3 separate regions of the Zea mays genome follow, and all the other regions are linked to region 2. The links are chromatin contacts, called in public Hi-C maps. All regions are on one chromosome and are shown on one strand. The core of a region is the stretch at or near the end of the contact, and the rest is flanking DNA. Distances in the headings are between cores, read along the strand shown.

The links. Hi-C and Micro-C count contacts between places; a contact is called where the count stands out from the background.
Region 1: a contact with region 2 is called in a Hi-C map of ear, with 2.8 times the contacts expected there. The contact joins the promoter of LOC100382145 here to the enhancer-like site in region 2. A contact is called at or near these places in 3 of 25 Hi-C or Micro-C datasets (ear, leaf and tassel).
Region 3: a contact with region 2 is called in a Hi-C map of ear, with 2.5 times the contacts expected there. The contact joins the promoter of LOC100192013 here to the enhancer-like site in region 2. A contact is called at or near these places in 3 of 25 Hi-C or Micro-C datasets (ear, leaf and tassel).

Annotation. Positions count from the first base shown.
Region 1 is chr2:28,124,363-28,128,557 of Zm-B73-REFERENCE-NAM-5.0, reverse strand. It overlaps LOC100382145, which reads left to right and starts at 1,326. Exons shown (of 6, transcript NM_001174905.1): 1 at 1,326-1,870; 2 at 2,583-2,681; 3 at 3,244-3,421; 4 at 4,024-4,121. The coding sequence starts at 1,415.
Region 2 is chr2:28,194,722-28,199,007 of Zm-B73-REFERENCE-NAM-5.0, reverse strand. LOC100285749 (coiled-coil-helix-coiled-coil-helix domain-containing protein 4) reads left to right here. Exons shown (of 4, transcript NM_001158639.2): 4 at 503-1,120. The coding sequence ends at 673. Among protein-coding and RNA genes, the nearest start is that of LOC111590845, 14 kb to the left of the region's middle. Within about 2 kb of position 2,542, at least 5 of the 20 cell types and tissues checked have an H3K27ac peak or open chromatin away from gene starts, as enhancers often do. A contact at or near this core is called in ear, where this site is marked.
Region 3 is chr2:28,067,832-28,072,149 of Zm-B73-REFERENCE-NAM-5.0, reverse strand. LOC100192013 (Protein STAY-GREEN LIKE chloroplastic) reads left to right here and starts at 2,041. Exons shown (of 3, transcript NM_001137437.1): 1 at 2,041-2,295; 2 at 2,387-2,707; 3 at 2,787-3,856. The coding sequence starts at 2,167. The coding sequence ends at 3,035. It overlaps LOC100384583 (Protein CHROMATIN REMODELING 24), which reads right to left. Exons shown (of 20, transcript NM_001347190.1): 17 at 3,947-4,075; 18 at 3,736-3,807; 19 at 3,526-3,658; 20 at 3,118-3,451. The coding sequence ends at 3,320.

The DNA of each region.
Region 1 (4,195 bases), core at 77-2,576, 69 kb after region 2:
ACTTAATTTCTCTATGTGCGCATAAACAATTCTAATAAATATAATAAATTTGCAATGTATTATTTTTTTATAATTGCAACAACCAAAATAAGTATTTAAGTTAAATAGTTCTAGACATTGAAATGTACTTCTATATGTTCTAGATGATAATTTTGGACCCTTTATGTCTCGATTTATTTGATTTAGAATCTGTTTGGTTCGCTGGCACTCTCACTATAGTTTATCACGTCTAAGATTAGGAAGATTTCACCAGTTTAGGCCTATGTTTGGTTTGTAGCCACGATTGTAGCAAGATTTTTCTCTTGCTGTGTAGGTCTCACTTATCAATAACTTAAAAGGTGTGACGAAATTCTCTTATCTTACGCATGATAAGATGTGCGCGAATAATTTAAGTGCCTAATCTTATCTTAGACAAGTGTAACGAAAAATATGTAACTTTTGGCACCTTAGTTATATAACCAAACATGTCATTAAACCGTAGTTTTGGTTGTAACAATTGTGGGACTTTTTTAGATGTATTATAAATTTATTATAGTTATTGGAAATTCATATATGCACATATAAGCTGTCACCATGGTATCAGAGTAAAAAATTATTTTTTAATGCAAAATACATGCCGTTACAGTGACATTAGAGAGAGAAAATAACCTTTTAAATGCATTTTCTACTGAGGGAAAAACATCATTTTCATTGGATGTTAACTGCTGTCATTAGAAAAATAGACGACAGTGGTGGTCTACAAAGAAAAGAAGTTTCTTGCGACCATAGGAGAGAACTTTAAAGCGGACAGTGTAAAATAGGGACGTAAAATTGTATTGTTTGTAGAATGAAATTTGAAATAGAGATGAGATGAGAAATTAAGGATCAGCTTTATCGACTCATATTATAGAAAAAATATGATTGTTTATAATGACATACATGTAAGAGCATCTCTAATTGTGCCTTAAACCAGTGCTCTATCTTAAAATATAGGGTTCAACACATAAAAACAACTCCAACCGTGCTCTATTTTATAATTTTTTTGTGAAAAAAATATAGAGCACTCCATAAAGTAACACAAATATACTACACCCTAGACTAGTACCTATCTTTATTTTCTACAGCATTCTCAACATTTTATTTTTTAATAACATAATTCATTTTCGAAAATATATTATTTAGGACTTAACTGTTAGAGCGTAATTTATCACTAGTACACTAAACAATTTGAATTATATAGTATTTTAATTTTTAAGGTACTATTTTAAATCATGTTGTTGGAGATGCTCCAAACATCAGCTGTTCCTTACTGGGCCGCTCGGCCCGTATTCCCTGCTCGTTCAGTCGTCCTCTTCCTCCAAACCTTTCCGCTGCCGGTGAACTTCCTCCACCTGAAGCCCCTACCACGATAAGCCCTAATCCCAGCGCCACCTCGATGGCGACCACCTCTTTCTTTCATCCGCTCGCCGCCCCGATGGACCGCGGTAGCGTTTGTTTTCGTCGCTGCCCGTTCAGCCTAACCATCCCCGCCCGTACAGCGCCCCGGCGACCGGCGCCGCTTCTCGTCGTCCGCGCTAAGCGCGCCGGCAGCCAGCCCCCTGCTGCCGCCGCCTCGCGTCAGCCCGCGAATCCCAGCGCGGTCCCGAAGCGGGACGTGGAAGAAGAGGAGGAGGAGGTCGAGGAGGAGATGCCCTGGATCCAGGACAAGGCGCTGGACCTCGTGGAGTTCACTGGCACCGTCACACAGGCCATCCCAGGGCCCCGTGTTGGCTCTAGCCCTGTTCCATGGCTTCTCGCGGTTCCCCTCGCCTACGTCGGGGTCTCCTTTGTGCTCGCGGTCGTCCGCACCGTGCGCAAGTTCACCTCGCCGCACACTAAGAAGAAGCGAAGGGTAGGAACATTGGTTTGCAGGGTCTAGCTTCATTGGATTTGCTGTTTAGAGGGTTTGCTTTGTCAGAGTGATGGGAAATGATAAATGATAGATTCCATTCCTTCTTTCAGCAGCTAATTTGTGTTCGCAAATTTATCTATCTGTTGCATTACTGTATAGCATCTTGGAATTATACTAAGGGGGTGTTTGGTTGCTCCTGCTAAAGTTTAGCCCGGGTCACATCAAGCGTTTGACTTTTAAATAGGAGTATGAAATATAGACCCAACCAATTGGACTAGATTCGTCTCGTCTTTTAATCTTCGGCTGACAAATTAGTTTTATAATCCGACTACATTTAATACCCGGAACGGAGGTTTAAACATTCGATGGGATAGGGGCTAAACTTTAGCGGGGTGTAACCAAACACCCCCTAAATAAACTTTTTACAGCCTTTCTTAAATTAAACTAAAAGAGCCTGCAATTTCAGTTCTAAAACATTTTATAAATTTACTCCTCTATAGTCATCAACTAGATACCTTTTTAAATATGTAGAGGTGCTAAAGCAAATTTGAGCTTTCTGCCTTTCTTTCTTTGTTGATTGCAAGCTTGATGTTATCCTAAATTTGATATTTTCCCATTTGCATGCTATTTTTTCGCAAACAGATTGCAATCTAGAACTATTTGGTGTCTAGGTTTTGTTGGCACTTAATATTAAAGAAGTATTCCTCTGTAGGTGAGTAAGAATATATTCTTGTTGAAGTCACTAGATGATCTGTTTCAGAAGGGCAGGGAGGCAATAAATTATCCTGCTCTTCAGGACCTAATGCAAAAGGTATGTTGCCTATTTTTCCATTGGTTTTATACTTTTATTTTTGATTTGAGAAACTGATTTAGGTCCTGTTTGGAAGAAACCCAGTTTTTAAGAAACCCGTTTTTATTTTTTAGCTAGGAGAGGCTAGCTTCTTGGTTTTGAAGAAACTGTGAATCCAATTTCTATAAACTGAGGCATAAACTAGTATGTTTGGAACCACCTCAGTTTCCATAAACCGGTTTCTTAAAAATTGGGTGGTTCCAAACAGGCCCTTAGATAAATGATATTGAAATGGTAGGTTGGATATACTTGCTTATTTACTCTAGTGTTGGTTGTGCTCAAAGCAAAATGTCACTAGCTGTCAGTAGAGTTAGTGAGTTGATGCTATTGTTAACTAGTGCCGAAACCCATTAAAATTTTGTGCTGCGTAGGCCAGAACAATAATGTTATTTGCAAACTGGAATTTCATTACACTGACATGTCTATATGTATTGCTAGTGACAACTAATTTAATGTTTGCTTTGCTACTGGAAATTCTTTCCATTGCAAATAACAGACTCATAAATACTTTATGTGTGCTCAGACAGGATTTGACATGGATGATGTAGTAAGGAAGTACATCCGTTACACACTGAATGAAAAACAGTTCAGTCCTGATGTGGTTGTGGATCTCATACATCTTAGGAAGGCATCAATGCTGGAAGATGCAGAAGTTGCTGAAATTTTAAATGAGATTTCAAGACGAATTGTCCGGGAAAAAGGTATAACTATTAACTGCTGCTGCTTATTCAAATACTAGAGGAAGCACAAGAACAAGATATTTCCAGAATCTCATGTTCTGGCTGCTTACTTATGCAAATCAACTATTTCTTTTTCTTGCTCCCCATCAGCTGAAGTTTGTTGGCCTTTATGTTGAACCTTCTTTGTGAAACTTAGTAATGCCAGCCATTTTTCATCTTTTGTTCCATTTAATCAACAAATTTTTAGGTTGGACCCTCATTTTGTTTTTAGAATATGTGCATAGCTCTTCTCCACATTATTATCAACTAACATTCTTTGTTATGCATTGATGGAAAATTGATAACATTGTATGTTCTGTCATCATTGGATGCAATGTTCTGATTTCAAGTCCTGCAATGCTTATCCAAAGAATCAATCGAAAGTGCATGATTGCTGGGGGTGACGATAAGCCACCTCTGATGCATATTATTTGTACAAATTTGTAACTATTTCCTATCCTTTGCCAACTGGCCCTCTTCAAACCCACTCTCTAAATTGTAGCTTTATTTCTTTCCTATTATTTTGAATTTATTGGATATGTAAATGACAGACTTCAGATATTTTTGTATTTAAAATATTGCAGGGCCAGTAGTTATGGACTTATCTGGTTTTACAGAGCAAGGTTTTAAGCGGAAGCTTGCTGTACAAGCACTGTTTGGAAAAATCCTATACTTATCAGAAGTAAGCGGTTGATCCTTCATTTTATTACTGATTTTGCAATTCCAGATCTTTTGACCTTGAGCCCAGATCTTGAT
Region 2 (4,286 bases), core at 1,293-3,792:
TCAAGCTTAAGAAAATTCGAGGGGTTGTTAGATGGCCATAACTGTAAAGGTGTTGCTAGGATGACCTGATTGAGCTTAAGAAAATTCTTTGTCCTAAGTGGATTTTCTTATGATTCAATAGATATAAAACTACTGGTATCATTGTCAATTTAACTTAGACAAGACAACAATGCTTGTATAAGCCATTTATTAAGGTAATTCTGTTGGTCAACTCAAAAGCACTTGTTGTCTTGTGGATATCTATGTACTTTTACATCAATAAGTTTCATGTGTATGCTTGTTCTTCATATCTGGAAAACTTTTAGAATATTGAATTGCTAACTTGACTGAGCTTAGTTTTTTTTTCCCTTAAAAATTTCTGGCTGTTTGCATATTGCCACGTTCAAAACTTTGTATCCTCCATAAAATTCAGTATCACGCACAACTTATTATTGGACCATGTATCGTTTTCTTGTATATATGAATTAACTAGCACCAAAATTTGATGTATATGCCTTTCCAGGGATCAGATTGCGTGAAACCCTTCATCACATTGCAGGACTGCATCAAAGCAAATCCAGAGGCATTCTCTAAGGAGATTCTGGAGGAAGAGGAAAATGATGAGGAGGCAGATAAGTCCAACCTGAAAGTTAGAGCTCCATCATGGTCCAGAGAATCCAAACCTAAGGTTTGAGATTGCTTGGTATTAACTGATAGTGATATTCATCCAGTGTGCAGACTCACCTTATTCAACTATAAGGGCTTGTTCGCTTTCCTCTCAATCCATGTGATCTCAATCCATGTGGATTGGGTGGGATTGGATGAGTTTAAATCCTGAACAAGTCAAAATCCTTCATATTTTTTCTAATCTCATCCAATCCACATGGGACAGGAATAACCGAACAAGCCCTAAGTTTGCCAGTAGTAGACTGATTTCAGAGAGCGAGGTATCATAAATTGATTAACAGAAATACCCATATTTTGTGTATAAGAAATGCTTCATGGTATCCACAATTTTAGAATGTACATGTCATTTCAAGTATCAATCGAGAACTGATGAACTTGTAATTCGATTCCTAGATACAGGGCATATTTGATCACCACTGTATTATTATACTATGAAATATACATATGATTATCATAATCTAGGTTATGAACTATAATAATTAGAGTGTTTGGATTTCTAGGTTTTTGTGGTGGATTATTCTTGTTCAAGTGATAAATACTCATAATTACCAAAAGGTATGTCAATGTGTAAAAGGATTAAGATGTCCAAAAGGGATTGAATTAGGCTTCTCTAAATTTTCTTTCACAAATTTTAAACTATAAACAAGCTCAACTTTATCCCTTATGCATAATAGAATAATAAAAAGTTTTGCACACTAATTTTTGACTCTATAGTCTATACTAGCATGGCAATTCTAATAAGTAGATACTTGAAAGAAATTGCTCAAATGTAAATGAAGGATTAGGAACATCTCGATACTTTGCTCTCCACTAGTTCTTATTGGAGCATACATGCAATGGTGTCACTTCCCCTTTGTTAGCATAAGGACTAAATGCTTTTTATAAACCGGTTCTTCGCCTTTTTGGTGTGATGAACTGCTCACAACCATGTACATGTTTAAGTTGGAACACTCACAAGTTCTTTAGGTGATCACCAAACTTTTGAACGCCAACAAACTGTGTTGATCACCAAGAGTAAAAAAATATAAACTTTTCACTTGACTTAGTCAAGGCTAATATGAAAAATGGGTGCACACTAGTTAACCTTAATGCGCTGATGAGGTTGTTAATCAAGTGATTACCAACTTTCAAGTCCCTCGGTAGCCAAAGGATCCTTCTCACACTCAAATAATTTTCTTGAGCAATTAGAATTGACGAGAGTTAGAAGGATGAGTTGGGGGTGTATTTATAACCCCTAATTGACCAACTAATAATTATAATAACTTTGGGCAAAATCCTCGAATTGTCCAACGAAAATGGATTTGATGATTCTCTTTGGTATGATGAGACACAACAGTCACTATATCCTTAGCATGTTAGACATAGTCGTTAGAGTGTACAACATGTAGTGTATGGTCCAAAGTCCTTTGCAGGACCAGTCTGACACTCATAAAACCTCTCTAGAGAGCATCAGACTAGGACTCGACAGTCTGTCTGTCACCCTATTCATAGGGTTTGATACTCCTATAGGAATAACCCTACTTGTTGCAGTTGCATCGTCCTTCGTTGGACCAGTTTGACATACAATGGAGCTCTATAGTTTATTTACATAGACCGTCGTACTCATCCATAATGGTCTGCGCGACCTACTTCACAGGTTCAACAATTATGCCTTCACTATTAATCCAGTTGGAGGGCCATCTCCATTGGTTTGATGACCCTGATTCTTAAGGTCTGGCGCCTCTAAAAGTACCCAGATACTTATAGTTTTGAAAACTCTATAAACGAGGTTTGTTTAAAATACCTTTTGGACCACATTTGAGCTACGTAGCACTAAAGACAATTAATGTGCACCACACTTATTGACACATAGGGAAGGGCATACCCGTACTAGTGTCGAGACATGCTCAAGGATCCTAGTCGAAGGGATCCACACACCTCAGAATGACTACCAACTTGGCTCGCGAGACTCCACATGCATTTAGTACATGCATCGAAGCTTATGTCTAATAAGCCCCTAGGGTCCGCCGTGTCCTTGAGACACCTAATAAATAAGACCATAGGCTTATGCCTTAAGGCGACAAGTACATGAGCTTATGAGGCCTCTCGCGCCTCGGGCACCTAACAAATAAGGCTCTTGGGGCCCCTAGTGCACTAGGGCACCCAACAGATAAAGCCTCCAGGGCCACTCATGCCTCGACACACCTAACATATAAATCCTCCAAGGCCCCTCATGCCCCAAGGCACCTAGTGGATAAGCCCACAGAAGCCCCTCATGCATGGGGCACCTAACGAGTAAGCCCCTAGGCCCCCTTGCTCTGTGGGGCATCTAACAAATAAGACACCGGCTCGTGCAATATGGCACCTAGCGACAGTGGCGGATCCAGGATTGATCCAAGAGAGGGGCTACCAAGCTAAGACTATAAAAAAAATTATACCAAACAAAAAACTTTAATTGATGTTTAATATGACACAAGAAGCAAGATATAATTTAAATATCCAAGAAATATGTAGTCCAAAAATAAGTCAATACAAATTCTAGAAATACAAGAAATACGGTGGACTGCGACGTCGGCGTGGACCGTGCACTGCGGCAGTGCTCCTGCCTTCGGGCTCCGGCGGTCCGGCCTCCGGGCGAGCGCGCTGCGCGGCTGCGGCGACCCGCGGCTCCGCGCCTGGCGGTGGCGGCCTAGCGGGCGAGCGCGCTGCACGGTTGCAGGCTGCGGCTCCGAGCTCCGGCGCTCCGCGGCCGGGCTGGCGCCTCCGCGCCAGGCGCCCTGGCGGTGGCGGGCGAGCGCGCTATGGTCCTACGGGCTGCGGTCACCATGGCCGTCGCCAACAGGGTCCAGCTGTCGCAGCTCGCCGAGGAGCAGCGCAACGCCACGCGGCTCTGGAAGCAGCTCGAGCGCGACGTCCGCGCCACGCTCCAGCAGGACAAGGAGGCATAGCGGCTGGGCCAGTCCGACGTGCAGGATGCCGTGGACCGGGTGCTCGCGCTCGACGCTGCCGCTGGCGGGCGGCGTCCGGCCTGGAGCTGGAGGAGGCAGGGGCGGGTAGAGCCGTAGAGAGAGACAGGGAGCGGCGGCTGGAGCTGGGGCTGGGCGTCTACGGCTAGGTCACGCGGCGATGGGCCTTTACTGGGCCGCGAATGCCGACCGGGGCTGCAGCCCAGGCAGCCCCGGGTGGAGATCCGCCCCTGCCTAGCGATACAAGCCTCGAAAGCACTGGCGCCTTAGGGTATGTGTAGGCTCAGGGTCATGAGGTCTGAAAGTCGCCTAGAGGGGGGGGGGTGAATAGGCAAATCTGAAATTTATAAACTTAAGCACACACTACACGCCGGTGTTAGCGTTAGAATATAAACGAGTCCGAAAGAGAGGGCGAAAACAAATCACAAGCGAATAAGAGCGGATGGCACAGTGATTTGTTTTACCGAGGTTCGGTTCTTGCAAACCTACTCCCCGTTGAGGTGGTCACAAAGACCGGGTCTCTTTCAACCCTTTCCCTCTCTCAAACGGTCACTTAGACCGAGTGAGTTTTTCTCTTCAATCAAATGGGACACTAAGTGAAAGGGAAATGTGTCGTTGGATCATTTCTAGTATATTTTGGTGATTAAGTGCCCAACACATATTGAGTGAGTAATT
Region 3 (4,318 bases), core at 792-3,291, 130 kb after region 2:
TGTGGTCGTTTCCATCTCCCTCTTGGCGGATCCTCCCGACATCACTTCGAGTGGTTAAACTCTAATGAAGTATCATGTTCTGATACCAATTGAAAGTCGCCTAGAGGGGGGTGGATAGGTGGAAACTGAAATCTATAGAAATTAAGCACAACTACAAGCCGGAGTTAGCGTTAGAAATAAATTCGAGTCCGAGAGAGAGGGTGAAAAATAAATCAAGGCAAGTAAAGCGGATGACACGGTGATTTGTTTTACCGAGGTTCGGTTCTTGAGAACCTACTCCCCGTTGAGGTGGTCACAAAGATCGGGTCTCTTTCAACCCTTTCCCTCTCTCAAACGGTCACTTAGACCGAGTGAGCTTTCTCCTTAATCAAATGGGTCACTTAGACCCCACAAGGACCACTACAAACTTAGTGTCTCTTGCTTTGATTACAAGTGCTTGAAGAACAAGAATGGGGAAGAAGAAAGCGATCCAAGAATAAGAGCTCAAAGAACACGAGCAAAACTCTCTCTAGTCACTAGGTGTTTGGAGTGTATTTGGGACTTGGAGAGACTTTGATTCTTTTGAATTGTGTCTTGTATTGATTGCACTAGCTCTTGTATTGAATGAAATGTCTGAAAAACTTGGATGCTTGGAGTGGTGGTGGTTGGGGGTATTTATAGTCCCAACCACCAATCCAACCGTTGGGGAGGCTGTCTGTCGATGGGCGCACCGGACAGTCGGTGCGCTAGCCACATCACCCAACCGTTAGGGTTCTGACGGTTTCGACCGTTGGAGCTCTGACATCTTGGGGCACCGGACAGGCACTGTTCACTGTCCGGTGCGCCTTCTGGCGCTGTTCTGACTCTGCGCGAACTGTCCGCGCACTGTTCACGTTGCAGACGACCCTTGGAGTCGACCGTTGCGCTCGCTAGCCGTTGCTCCGCTGTCACACCGGACAGTCCGGTGAATTATAGTGAAGCGGCGTCTGAGAAACCCGAAGGTGAAGAGTTTAAACTGTGCGGCCCCCGGTGCACCGGACACTGTCTGGTGGCACACCGGACAGTCCGGTGTGCCAGACCAGGGTTCTCTTCGGTTTCTTTTGCTCTTTTCTTTTGAACCCTAACTTAGATCTTTTTATTGGTTTGTGTTGAACCTTTAGCATCTATAGAATATATAATCTAAAGCAAACTAGTTAGTCCAATTAATTTGTGTTGGACATTAAACCACCAAAATCATTTAGAAAAAGGTTTAAACCCTATTTCTCTTTCAATGAACACGGACACTCTCAGGCTCAAGCTCTCAAGCATATAGACATCATCAGCAATACAACATAGGATGACACCTACGTTTGGTTGGAGAAAACTGCAATGGACTATCAAAACTTTTGATTTTAGCAACTCGCTTCTTCCTTCTCTATATTCAATTGGAACCAATCCAGCAAATTTTCGTCACTTTTAATCTCAACATACACTTCATCATCGCTGCACTCACACCATAGTGTTAAGTATTTCTTAGACCCCCATATACGATGTTGAGCAATGTCATTAACTGGCTGCAACAAATTATAGCTATCTTTGCAATATTGCTTTGGGGCCTCCAGCAAACTAAAATACGATTCAACTCTAACCATGATTTTCAATTTTGATGCTATTTGCCTATGAATCACAAAAAAATCGCAGTTAGTTAAATTGTGTCTACAGATTGAAACTAGCACTTGTTTGTTAGAGTTAAATTGAAAAATAGTAGATGGAAGAATACCCTTGGTTCATTGACACCAACTCTAACATTGCTTGGAGCTAGATCCTCTGTTCCCTACCTGAAGTCGTCTGGAGCCTCCTTGCCTAGAGTCGTTCAAGTCGTCGTCAGTGCCGTTATCCTTATTGGGACAGGACAGCCAGTAGAAACATGCCAGCTGTCTCCCGTGGCTGGAGGGAGGGCCGCTTGGTGCCCCGTCAACCTTCTTCCTTCCTTCCAGGCTTCCACAGCCACAAACCGGCGCAGCGGCCACGTCCCTCCCTCCCCAGCTCTCCTCTCCTCCTCCAGTACTCCACACCGCACCCCTCCTGGACGTCGCCGGCCGCATTAACACCAAGAACAGAAGAGAGGAAGAGACACCGCAACCGCATTACCATGAGAGAGAGCTAGGGGGGCCTGGCCTGCTGCCCCTGCATCGTCTGACCCTGAAGATGGCGGCAGCAGCATCCATGGCGGCCCGTAGCCGCGCGCTCGTTGCGAGCAGGAGGAGGATGGGTGGCCCGCCGCGTCTCTTGGTCGTCAGCTGCGACGCCAGGACAGCGGATGCCTACTGCTCCCTGGTAGGTATGCTATGCATGGTTTTTGTTCTGATTGATTAATTAGTTAGTTAGTTAGTTAAAATGTGTGTCGATATATATACATCTGCTGCAGGCCGCAAAGATTTTGGGACCTCCCACGACCTTCAATGCAGCGAAGCTCAAGGTGGAGTTCGCCGGGGAGGAGCTCCGGCCTCCTTTCCCCAGAGCCTACACTCTGACCCACTGCGACTTGACGGCGAACCTGACGCTGGGCGTGATGAGTAGCGAGCAGCTGCGCAAGTCGACGCTGCAGAGGGACGACGTGGTGGCAGAGTGGAAGGAAACCGCCGGGGAGATGACGCTGCAGGTGCATTGCTTCGTCAGCGGCGCCAACCTCCTGCAGGAGCTGGCCGCAGGTTTCAGATACTACGTCTTCTCCAAGGAGCTACCGCTGGTACGTGCGTTCCAACTAACCAACTTTAACCTTATAGACAGTAGGCTGATGATTGATGGATCTGGTCTCATGCATCAAGGTCCTCAAGGCGGTGGTTCATGGCGACGCCGCTCTGTTCGCCGACAGGCCGGAGCTGATGGAGGCCAAGGTGTGGGTGCACTTCCACTCCAGCTCTCGCAAGTACAACCGGTTAGAGTGCTGGGGCCCGCTCTGGGAGGCTGCCACAACTACCAGGAGGAACCACCACCTGCTGGAGCTGGACCAACTGCAGAGCGCCATCACCAAGAAGAAGACTATCTTTAACGCCCTGCTCGCCCTTCTCCTCTGATTTTGATTCAGCCGCCTATACAATGAACGGACGGACTATAGAGTGATCAAGCAAACCCACCAAGCATTCTGCATCTCTGTCTGACTGTAATGGTTGCTGCTTTGTCTGGGGATTATATTATTCATATAATCATCATCAGAAAAAGCATTGTATTGCATAAACGATAGACCCAGCCCAGAGATGCAGCAAAAAGAGCAGACTTGATTGATGCTAGTCACAACCCAGTGACTAAAGCTATTCAAAACACTTTACTTTTGCCGAGCACAGACTCTCCATGTCTTGGATCAGTCATCCAAGGAAATCACTTCAGTGCCCCCCTCCTTCAGCCCCTTCTCAGCAGAAGTCAGCTTCTCGTCCAGCTCATTTATCTGCCTCCTTATCTTCTCACCACCATCTGGTAGCTTCGACAACAGCACCTACATTCAATTCAACAATTTATTTTACACTCATCTATCTGTGTATACAAGTTTCACGTGACAGGATGACTTACAGCGTTGGAGAGGGTCTGTGAAAGCCGGTTGATTCTTGCCTTTATCTCTTCAGGACTCTCTGCGCTTCTGTTACTTGGAATGTAGTTTCGAACAGTGAAACTTTCATCCTTTGGCTTCAGCGCAAAAGATGCCCTGCACAAAATTCAAACACAAAGTTTAAACAGTACAGTACAATCATGCAGGGAGAAGGAGAACATGGCCATCCTTACCCGTTGGCGACATAGTCAGATGAGGATCCCTTGTAATATTGCTGGGGCATCATGGGCATGCCCCGAGGTTTGCTACATGTAAAAACAGTATACAATCATAAATATGTCATAACATCAATGCAAGGTAAGGGAACTGGAGACACGCTCAAAACTTTCAGTAACAAGAAATGAATCTATGAATAGCTATAATATTGAAAGCTGTAACACTAACCTGTCCAGTGCATCATTCTCACTCAGAGTGGGCAGGGTTGCAGTTTTAGAGAATAGGAGGCTGTGATGACTCACACCGGCTATTCCTTGTTGCTCCAGAAACTGTATATGCTTCCTCAAGGACTCATCCCTGTAAGATGCGTAACAAACCCACCAGGTTTCACTGAATTAGTGCAAAGCAGGAAATCCATCTGGAGACAAGAGGTGCATGTTTCTATTGAATTCTATTGCCTTCTGCAAATAAAGAATGCTTTGTGCATATCAAAACGCCTACAAAACTCCCAGAGTATCGATGGCTTATGGTGTGCCGGTTCTGCCTATTTGTCGCCACAGTAACATTACAAATTTATGTAATGATGCATATAAATTTATT